2 separate regions of the Astyanax mexicanus genome follow, and region 2 is linked to region 1. A link is a contact called in public Hi-C data. All regions are on one chromosome and are shown on one strand. The core of a region is the stretch at or near the end of the contact, and the rest is flanking DNA. Distances in the headings are between cores, read along the strand shown. Region 1 holds the start of rngtt (RNA guanylyltransferase and 5'-phosphatase). Region 2 holds the start of snx14 (sorting nexin 14).

Region 1 (5,578 bases), core at 242-2,741:
ATAACAGTAGGCTTAACTGAAATAATGTTGACACACATTTTTTAATGATAAAATGAGTGTCAGATCTTGAGAGCGCCACTGTGTAGGGCTAAATTACTGAATTAACTCTGTGCTTATGTATTTAGCTGAAAATAGCTCAAAATTTTGTCAGTAACAAAACACACACAGACTTGTAGACCAAATATCTGGGTATTTTTTATTTTCCAAAACGTATCCAGGACTGCAAATATTTTTAAATTCCATGACTTTTTTCCAGGCTTTTCAAGACCGTACAAACCCTGTTGGGGAAAGGTCTGGGCCGGTTGTGAAAAAGTTAGTCTGGAGCCCTGAAGTATGTTAGGTTACATTGTTTGGCCCTTTCTTTGCTATACCCACAAGTGAAAAGGACAACAAAAAGTCGTGTAAACATGTGAGAGTGGGAGAGTGGTAGTGAAACCCTGAGTCGTGTTCTGGATGTGCTCTCTGAACAGCATCGACTCCGGCGGCTCAAATGACGTTCAGACAACTGTGTACAGGATAAGCTTCTGCTGCGCTGCTCACTTGCACTAATCCTGCCCACTACTGCAGACTCGACTTCTTCAGTTCACAGTCCCATATAATTATTTCCATGACACCATTCTGCTAGTTTAATTTATAAATCAGCAGCCATTCAGTACTGCCCGAACTGCGTGTTTTGCTTTAGGCAACTGCGTAAAGTTAGCTGGACAGCTAGCTACAAGCTGGTGGCAAAACATGCTGAAACACCAGCAGCAGTTAGCAGTTTGCAGCTAAGCTACTTAGCTAGCAAGCGACCCTCCAGCTTCCTAGGCTATAAGGTTAGCTTTCTGTTTACAGTTGGGACCAGTAACACTAGCTTAGCCTAGCATGCTAGCTGCTGCTGACCCACGCTGATTAACTAAGCTAACGCTAGGTTAGCGAACTAGGTGCTCCGCTATTTTAGCTCAGTTAATTAATTAGAAAGCGCTAATTGTTTACTAGCCTAGCAGGTAGCTAAAGCGCCAGGTTAGCTAGCCTTGCTAAGCTATGTTGCTAGGCAGCTGAACTAAAGTGATTTTCAAGCTAAGCTAAGTAGCTAAGCTATGATACGCTAGCTCGCCAACTTGGACCTTCTGCTGAATTGCCCGTTTTCCAGGAGCTCACCAGCCACAGGTTGTCCTCTCCTAGGGCAGTTCCTCCATCGAGGGGGTGGTCCTGTGTGTGACATGGTCTCTGGATGTTGTTTTCCAGTAAACTGTGTTCAGAACAGTGAACTAGCGCAGCATCAGCCGCTGGCTCCCCCAGAGTGGAGCCCTCCAAGGCGGGCTTCTGGTCCCGGGCTGACCCGCTGCTCGCTGCCTCGGCCTCTGAATCAGACTCGCTCGCCCGGTCTCAGCCCTTCAGCCCGCAGGCCCCGCTCACAGAAACGTCCCCCTCGGTTTCGGACTGAAGCCAAAAATGACCAAATATCCACGCAGCGCCCGCTCACAGAGCTGTCACACAAACTACAAAGTAGTGAATGGGCAACAGCCTGAAACAGCGACTCGAAATTGAATCGAATCAGCTGGTGAGTCAAACATTTAGGAGTCGACACAGTGATTCGAACTCGGTTCCTTGTGGATGTTTTGAAGCTCTGTTTTGAAGCTCTGTTACTGTTATGCTCTGTTTAAAGTAACGAGTAATTACAAGTAGTTATACAGAAACGCGCAATTTTATTCGATTACAATCAAATAACTTATTTATTCATTTATAAGCATAAAACATTCTTTGATGCCGTTAGAAGTCATTTGACGTGGAACCGTGTACTGGTCAAAAGTTTTTTTATCTTTATTTTTGCTATTTAAGCAGTTTAGGTCCCACAATAACTGAAAATTATACAAAATCCAAAGTGCAAAGCTGCTATGCCCTTTAAGAGAAACAAACGTACTAAAACTGAAATAAGTAATTGTAGTATTGTAAAATTATACATATATAAATATTCTATAACCTCAAATCCTGGTTAAATCCAGTTTAATTATTATTATTATTATTATTATTATTATTATTATTATTATTATTATTATTATTATTATTATTATTGCTGTTGTTGTTTAATGCCCCTAGTGGCTGACACGTTTGTGCTTCTCATTGTATTTTGACTTATGAAGGGGTCAATATAAACTGTACAGCACAGGCTGTAGGCTTTATAATAAACAGCCTGCCTCCAGCAGAGCTCTTTATGTAGTGACAGCAAGCGGCCAGCAGGGGGCGCTTCATTTCCAATTTAGGCTTGTAGAGGTCTTTGAAATGGCAGACAGGTGTATACACAGGGGACTAAATTAATAAGTTCATAAATAAAATGCGAGGTGATTTTCTAATAATTATTTAAATATAATTATTGTGACAGGCCTACCTGAGATTGGTTTGGTTGAGATTTGTTTTATATATCACGTTAACTCACTTCAACATGCCTTTTGCAATCATTTAGTCAATGCTGAAATCACCATTACAAACTGTACAGCGGGCAAGACTTCTTCTCTACTTCTTTTATACTTTTACCAGACATGGATATACTGGAGTAGGCAAAGGTGAAATAAGGGGAAAAAAGGAGGGGAAAAAACACTGCCCACACACTATAAACTGATTGGCTGGCTCACAGACTCTTAGCAAAGAACAGACCAATCAGAACACTCTCTGTTTTGCATGTGTTTCATAAATATGCGCACGAGGGGAGCGCCTTTCTTTCACTCTCCCTCTCTTTAACACGCTCAGTTTGGTAAAAAGGTCTGTTTTCACTCTTGGGCCACTTGTTCTAGATTCACAGAGATTTTCTGACTTGCGAGCTGTTGTTGATATGCAGTAGACTCCCGCAACTTCCGGGAGACTTGGGACTTTATCCATGAAAGGGTAGCATGATTAGCGTTAGGACAAAATATCATTCATACAGCAGTCTCCCCATTAACAAGGTCTCTGACTGAACGCAGTTAGTAAAATAAAAGATGTGGAAAACAGCAAGTAGCTTATACTGAGAGAGAAATTTAGCTTAAAAAAAACATGGAACATGTCTGGGACCAAAAAAAAATCCAAATCTGATCTTTGGAGGTGTGTAAATTCTATTACTGAGAGAAAAACTTTCTCGAAAAGAATGAAAGTTCCCAGCTGATACGCAGACTAAAGACTTTACTGCACATTGCATAATACTGGAGTTGTGAGTCAAGATTTCCAATGAGGAACTATTGTGCAATTCACAACTTTCACTGGTATGACGCATACCACATTGCCATTTCATGTGAAACCTGTTGGCATCTACAGTGGCTTGCAAAAGTATTCATACCCGTTGAACATTTTTTAAACATTTTGTCACCTTACTACCACAAACTTATTAAAAGTATTTCACTGAGTTTTTTAAGTGATAGTGAATTGTGAAATGGAATGACGATGAAACATGGTTTTCAAAATCTTAATCAAATAAAAATCAGAAAAATGTGATGTTTAAGAGTATTCAGTCCACTTTTCTCTGAAACCCCTAAATAAAATCCAGTGCAATTAACTGCCTTCAGAAGTCACTTAATTTGTTCACACTTAAGTTGTGTGTAATTTAGTCTCAGTATAAATACACATGTTTTGTGAAGGCCTTAGTGTGTTTTTTTTTTATTTTTTTTTTATAGAAAACACTGGTGAACAAACAGCATCGTAAAATACTTATCATAATGCACTCACCAGACAGGTCAGAGATAAAGTTGTGGAGAAGTTTGAAGCAGGGTTAGGATATCTAAACATATCATACCCTTTAAACATCCCAAGGAGCACTGTACAATCCATATTCCCAAAATAGAAAATGTGTTCTACAAATGCAAACCTATCATGACATGGCCATTCACCTAAACTGACAGATCTAGTAAGGAGAGCACTAGTCAGAGAAGCAGCCAATAGGCTGAAAAAATTCTCATTCTCAAAAACTCAGACGGGAGAATATGTATACCGGACAACAGTCTGGCATTCCACAAATCTGGCCTTTGTGGAAAAGTGTTAAGAAGAAAACCGTTGTTGAAAGAAATACGTAAAAACAGTTTTTTTTTGCAGTTTACCACAAGCCACATAGGGGACACACCAAACATGTGGAAGAAGGTGCTGTGGTTCTTCAGCAGGGACAGAGAAGCTGATCAGATTGTTGATACTATTTCAGTATCAACAATGTAACAAACAAATGTTCTTTTAGGGAGCAGCAGAATTGCCGTACATGTTTAGACACAGGTATGTGCATCAGCACAGCAACAGGTGTATGACCCATTTATGTTCCGGTAAAGCAGGATAAATTTGCTAATTATTTAAAAGTAATCAAACTTTTTTGTTAAAATACTCAGCCCAGTTGCAACTAATATAAGCAACACGGGTTAAAATGTGTCCCTTTTCCCTTTGTTAAATAACATTGTACTTCTTGCACTGGATGCATGTAAATTGTGTTTTTCTGTCCATCTTGGGTCCACACACCTCACAGCACTTTTTTGTTGCTTTATTTACTAACACTCCACTTTCTCAGATACATGAATTATTAGACTGCAACAGCAGCAGACACTTACCTCAGGCTCTGCAGATGTTGGTTCAGTAATTTGGCAGGATGTGGCACCATCATCTTTCTTCTGAATCCTCCTCATGACAGCTCAGGGGTTCTTGGTAGATGTCATCTTCTTTCAATTAGAGGTCTCATCAATGTTTTCATCAACTCATCAAGAAACAGTCGCTTCTTCTGCAGCTTTTTGTCTATTCCACAGTGATGTACTTTGGCAACTTTAGAAAAGTTAAAAAACTGTTGCACGTGATGTTGCATCCAGAAGGTCCCTGAGACAGATCAAGGAACACTCCTATGCCTTGATTTGTCTTAGGTGCTCCTCCAGTGCATTTCCCTGTACAAACCTGCAATTTCCACACATAAGATGAAGCAGCATCACAGGCAGTCCAAATCAATTTTGTCAATTTTTATATCCATATGTTGTCATTTGCAAGCTGCTTATTGGCTAATCCTGGGGCTTGCTGCTAATTGGCGGATCCTGGGGCTTGCTGTTCACTGGCTGGTCACTGGCTGATCCTGGGGCTTGCTGCTCACTGGGCTTTTTGGGCTTGCTTTTCACTGGCTGATCCTGGGACTTGCTGTTCACTGGCTGATCTTGGGGCTTGCTGCATACAGGCTGATCCTGAAGCTTGCTGCTCACAGGCTGATCCTGTGGCGTGTTACTCACTGGCAGATCCTGTGGCGTGTTTCTTACTGGCTGATCCTGTGGTGTGTTACTTACTGGCTGATCCTGTGGCGTGTTACTCACTGGCTGATCCTGTGACTTTCTGCTCACTGGCTGATCTTGTGGGTCATTTTCTGATTTATGTTCCTCACTGAAAATGAGCCAAGGCCAATGAATCATAGTAAATAATTATAGAAAATGATAGAACCATAGTAAAATAATTATTTGTATATTTTTTAAGCTTAAAACTAAAAACACATCCCACACACCTGAAGGCCTTATAAGGGTTAGGAAATATATTGTGATATAAATTGTGGCAATAATGCTGTGTTTGTGTGTTTGCGGGTAATGTAATTGAGAGTAATAGTGTTTTGGTTAATTGTGGTATT
Region 2 (5,447 bases), core at 1,845-4,344, 310 kb before region 1:
TCTCACAGCTGCCGAGTGGAAGGAGGCTCAGAAGCTTGAAGACCAGAACCAGCCGGTTCCGAGACAGCTTCTTCCCCCAAGCAACCAGGCTGTGGAACAGCCAGTAGAACGGTGTTCTGCCCAACCCACCCCACTGAAACCCATACAAACTCTGCACCCTGCACTTTACTTTACACTGCATCTATCAGACTTTCCCATATTATACAGCATTCTGCCCCCTGCACTCCCCACTCAACTCATTCCTTACCTGCACTTACTCATAGCTATACTGTCACATACTGACTACTTCCACACTATCCGCATATCTACATCTGTGCATATCTGTTCTAATAATATTTGTCTATAGTGTAAGTTATCATGTTTATTGTAATTAAGTGTATTGTAAATAGTGTTTATACTGTAAGTTATCTGTATGTCCTATTTTTATATATTTTATATTATTTTATTACTCTCTTGTAAATATTATTCTTTGCGCATTGGTGGGAATCTGCACCCAAGTTTTTCACTCACATGTACACCTGTACTCTGTGACGTGACAATAAAAATCTTGAATCTTGAATCTTGAATCTTGAAATATAATCATTGTTGGAACATTATTTTTTTTTGTTAACAATTATTTTTCTTGAGAGCCTACTATATATTACAGGACTACAAACAATTAAGGAACCTACATTTTGTTTAAATTATAAATGACAATAAGTAAATAAATCTTCTACATGAAACGCTGAACAGTCCCCATTTAATTTCTTTCTCATTTAGTTTCTTTTTTAACGGTAAAGTAAGTAAAAAAAAAGTAATTTAGGCTGTGTAAATGTGAAAAAGAAAAACAGGATCAGTGGAACATGGATGCTTAAACTTTTGTATATGACTGTACATTTACAGCACCAGGATTCCAAATAACTGCAATATTTCCTTGTTTGAAGCATGAATTCCAAACATGGTAGGCACAGTAAAAATTCAAGGCAAATTTGATAATAGAGTACTAAGAAAATAAAACTAAAGCTAATTAAGCAGAGTTAAGAAAAAAAAGAGGACAAAATATTGCAGTATGTGGAGGATATATTTAAGATCGTTTTGATTATTAGGAAACAGAAATTCTAAAGCATTTTGTGTTGGATGAGACAATTTTACTCAAAAAAGCATAGCAGACTAGGTGCAATCTTCTTAGTCTGACAGAGAAATTAACTTCAGCCAAACAACTGCCAACACTTGCTAATGCAATGCAGCTTTTCTTGAGTTAGTTTAACTAATCACAGTACTCTACTCACCTGGTGAGGATTATGGTTGATGACAGCATGGACATCAGCAAAAAGCATATAAAAGGATACTGCCTGGCAACTTCCATAAGCACGTCAATCCTAAACCCTCTTCTGAGGGTCGCCAATAATCTTTTAACATCTGCCATCTGCCGAAGAAAACAACAAAGATGCTCACACAGATCACTGTATCACTGCTTCAGCTTCTAGTGGAGAGACATTATTCCACATCTACAAGTACTAAACACATATACTAAACAGTCAGGACACACAATACCAATGTTTTTAAATATGAAACATAGCTTTAAAAAATACATGGTGCACGTGTTCAGGTAAAACAATAGCATCTTTGTGATTGCCAGTACATTTACTGGCATGTTAGTTACAGAACACAGAAGAGTACAGGTTATATTATTTGTGCTCTAGAACATGTACGAAATGTTCAGGTGTGTTTCTTGTAGAGATTTTGTTTGATTACAATAAAATTAATCATTTGACTTTTGTAAGAAAAGTACATCTCACTTCAGAACTATTATTATTATAACTTAGTACATTTTCTTTCAGCTATGTTCCATAATACCTAATAAACCCAGCAAAATAGAAGAATTACTAATAAAATTAGACAGGCTTAGACAGTACTATTCTAATATATAGTTTTTAGTTTGTTTTTTTTTCCTTAAAGGTCATAGAAATTTACTGCAAATTGTACTGCATTTTGTACCTTGGATTTTACACCATTTTTGTTTATTATTGTCTGGTCTTAAAGAACTTAAATAGTAAAAATAAAGGAGAAAACATGGGAGTGTCCAAGAACTATTGAGCAGTATTCTTTGATTTTGCCAAATTGAAAACCTCTGGAATATAATCAAGTGGAAGATGGATGATCACAAGCCATCAAAACAATCTGAACTGCTTGAATTTTTGCACCAGGAGTAAAGGCATAAAGTTATCCAAAAGCAGTGTGTAAGACTGGTGGAGGAGAACATGCCAAGATGCATGAAAACTGCTGAGATTAAAAAACAGGGTTATTCCACCAAATATTGATTTCTGAACTATTAAAACTTTATAATTATGAACTGGTTTTCTTTGCATTATTTGAGGTCTGAAAGCTCTGCATCGTTTTTGTTATTTCAGCCATTTCTTCAGTTTACAGACTTTAATTTTGAAGTTTGCTTGAACAAATAATATCTCTTTCAATTTTATGTATTTCCTTAGATTCCCCAGAATTTCTATGTAAAGTATGTTAATATGAATAATGAGCTTTAAAGTATATTTTTGTAAAGCAGACTCATTTGGTGAGGGTTTTAAAACAGGGCTGATCCAGCAGGAGCATTAACTACAGGGTGAAGAGTCAGACAACAGTCAGCTGACAGCTATTAAAACGCTCTACAGTGTACTGGGATAAACAACCCACACCAAACCAGTTTAACTGTCTAAAAACTCCTTCTCTGTACAAACTCACTAAACTCTACACTACACAGGTAGGAACGAGCTAACTGCTTCATGTTGTTTATAGTACAGCGAGGTGGAAACTACAGCAGATAACTTTAGCTAATCTGCTAAACTCAGCTCGTCCAGCTAATCATCTTCCTGCAGATAGAGACTAAGCTACACTAGGCTAGGTTAGACTAACTCGTAATCAGGCAGATTTATAGTACCTTAAAGAGATCCTCGGCCGGAACCGTGATTTAGACCTAACTCAGCGAAGGCTGGAGAATCTCGCCTCTCTAAAACTACTTCATATTTACACTGGTAATGTCAGTCTCTCCGACATGTCAACAGTTCACTATTTATTTCCCTATCAGATTAGAGAGACTACATTTTAAAATAAGAGTCCCGGAGCTCCGAATATAACTAGAGGATAATGACCAGTCTGCCCACTTCCTGTCTCTCCCCTCTGTTATATCAGTAAATCACCGCTAGAGGGAGCCCGAGAAAGAGTAATGAATGAATGGGTGTAAATACAGCTAAACGGCTAAAACACAAATAAAAAAATTAACTAAAGTGAACACTTGTTCTCGATATTCCTTTATTTTTGAAAAGTACAATGAAGTACTAAAAAGGTAAAAAAAAAAAAAAAAAATGTTTATTTCCATTTTTCTACATCAAACTGGTTTTAGGCAGAAAAGACACTGGTCTTACTGCTACTGACTTAAGAAAACTTAAGAAAAACATTATTGAACCCTTATAAAATCTGATTCTGTTAAGCTTTTCCACTTGAACCCACTCTGAACTGATCTCTGGTGGTCAAACCATAGACATCATATACGTATAAGTGTCTATGGGTCAAACTAGCATAAGATTCTTAAGTGGCAATTCTCCTCTCTAGAGGTTCTCTCTGGTTGTGGCAAACTTTTTTGTCACATTTTAAAAAAAAAATCAGCTAGCTCTAGTCGAAAACTGACTTCCTTACAATGATTTACAGATTTATTTTGTACAATATAAATAGTTCTGATTTAATACAGTAAACATTAAATTTTTAGTTTTAGTCTTCAGTCATACTCAGTACTGTATTGTGGTATCAGGCTTTACCTCAGATTTCTGGTATCATAATGGAATAGTACCTTTCTGGTCATCCAGAGAAACCACACCCTATGCCGGTCAAGAGCTAGTTAAAACATATATAGTGTATATGTTTTATTCTGGTTGAGTAGAATATTTTTATTTTTATAATTATGACATGTCTCACTGCAAGAGACTCCAGCATATCTCCATAATTCCCTCCCAGATGAAAATTAAAAGAAACCAATTCACTCTCCATAATTGCTTACAAAAGATTATCCTTGAATCGGAGCTTTGATGTAATATTCAGTCTTCTTCGTGGGCATTCATTTACAGAAAAGCAAGCTATAGTGTTTTCTAACTACGACTTTATTATCTCATTAGCATGCATTAATTATCTCATTCCCAAGCATTAGGATCTCGTGCCCATGCCTTAATAAGTCGTGGCCACTCCTTAGGATGCCATATCCCACGCTTTCATAAGTCGTGGCCACGCATTATTTATTTTTTTATTAACAGGATGTCACATTAGGGACTCCGTAGTTTTAAAATAATAATTTAGGTTTGACTCTAGTCTCCCCGTGCAGTGAGAGCAGTGCAGGACCCTTATTTTGAAGAGTCCAAAATCCTTCTCATACCTGATCACACCCATACATCCCAGTTTACTCCAGAGCCTACAGCAGGGTATCAGTGTCTGTTTAATTATTGAATATTTATCTGTAGAGTGCATCCGAAAGTGTAATCGCACTGCTCGTACTGTTTCTGAGGTATTATGTGTCTGCAGCTCAGTTTTAATGCACTAGAGGGCGGCATGAGATAAACCTTCTCCAGAGAACTAAATAAATTTCAGAACTACACTCTGAGAGAAACTCCAGAATAAATCCTGAATGTTAGGAGGCAGAGAGGAGTGTATAAAATAGTTTATATACACTTAAACAGTTTCCTCAGTATTCTTTCTGTAAAAAAGGACAACAATTCACCATTTATTTCACAGCCACTCTCACTTAAAAGATTAACTACAGTGTATTGAGAACGATATATCATCCCAGAAATTATTACAATAAACAATATTATTGTAATTTTAAGGCAATTTAAATGCCAATGACAATGTAAAAATCGAACAGTATAACAAAGCAGTCACACCGTTTTAAACACAACAATTTTTTAATTATTTGTAGTTTGGGAAATATACTTTTATCTTCACCTGCTGCAGTACACACTGTGTGTTTGGAGGCACAGTTCTGTAGCACTGTTAATTGGATACTGTTGGACTGTTGTATTGAACTGGATACTGTTCACTGTAAACTCACAAAATGCATAAACTCAAATAAAGTAAATCTGTTTTATATAAAAATGTATATACACAAACATTAGATAAACTTTGCAGACACATATACATACAAACATTCTTTTCTATTGGCTTCTAGCACATTCTATTTGCATACTGTAGATCTTGTAGTCTTGTAGATTATACATAATGATTAATTGCCTGGTCTTAATATTGTAAGCTGTAAAATCATCAGTTCTTCTATCTATATTTTAGTTGAACTAAATCAAAATAAAAACTACAAAAAGTACACATCTGTTTTATTCACATACAATTATTGTGCAAAGCAACAAATAAAAAAATATATGAAATTTATTTACAATTTAGGCATAGTAATATACTGTGCATATTACAAGTTTAAT

What was found. A called contact is a pair of places that touch in the nucleus more often than the background predicts.
Region 2: a Hi-C map of muscle shows a contact between it and region 1, with 6 times the contacts expected there. The contact joins the promoter of snx14 here to the promoter of rngtt in region 1. A contact is called at or near these places in 2 of 3 Hi-C or Micro-C datasets (both in muscle).

The regions. Positions count from the first base shown.
Region 1 is chr1:49,822,062-49,827,639 of AstMex3_surface, reverse strand. rngtt (RNA guanylyltransferase and 5'-phosphatase) reads right to left here and starts at 1,491. Exons shown (of 16, transcript XM_022662454.2): 1 at 1,141-1,491. The coding sequence starts at 1,204.
Region 2 is chr1:50,133,007-50,138,453 of AstMex3_surface, reverse strand. It overlaps snx14 (sorting nexin 14), which reads right to left and starts at 3,094. Exons shown (of 30, transcript XM_049479513.1): 1 at 2,915-3,094; 2 at 1,269-1,405. The coding sequence starts at 1,405.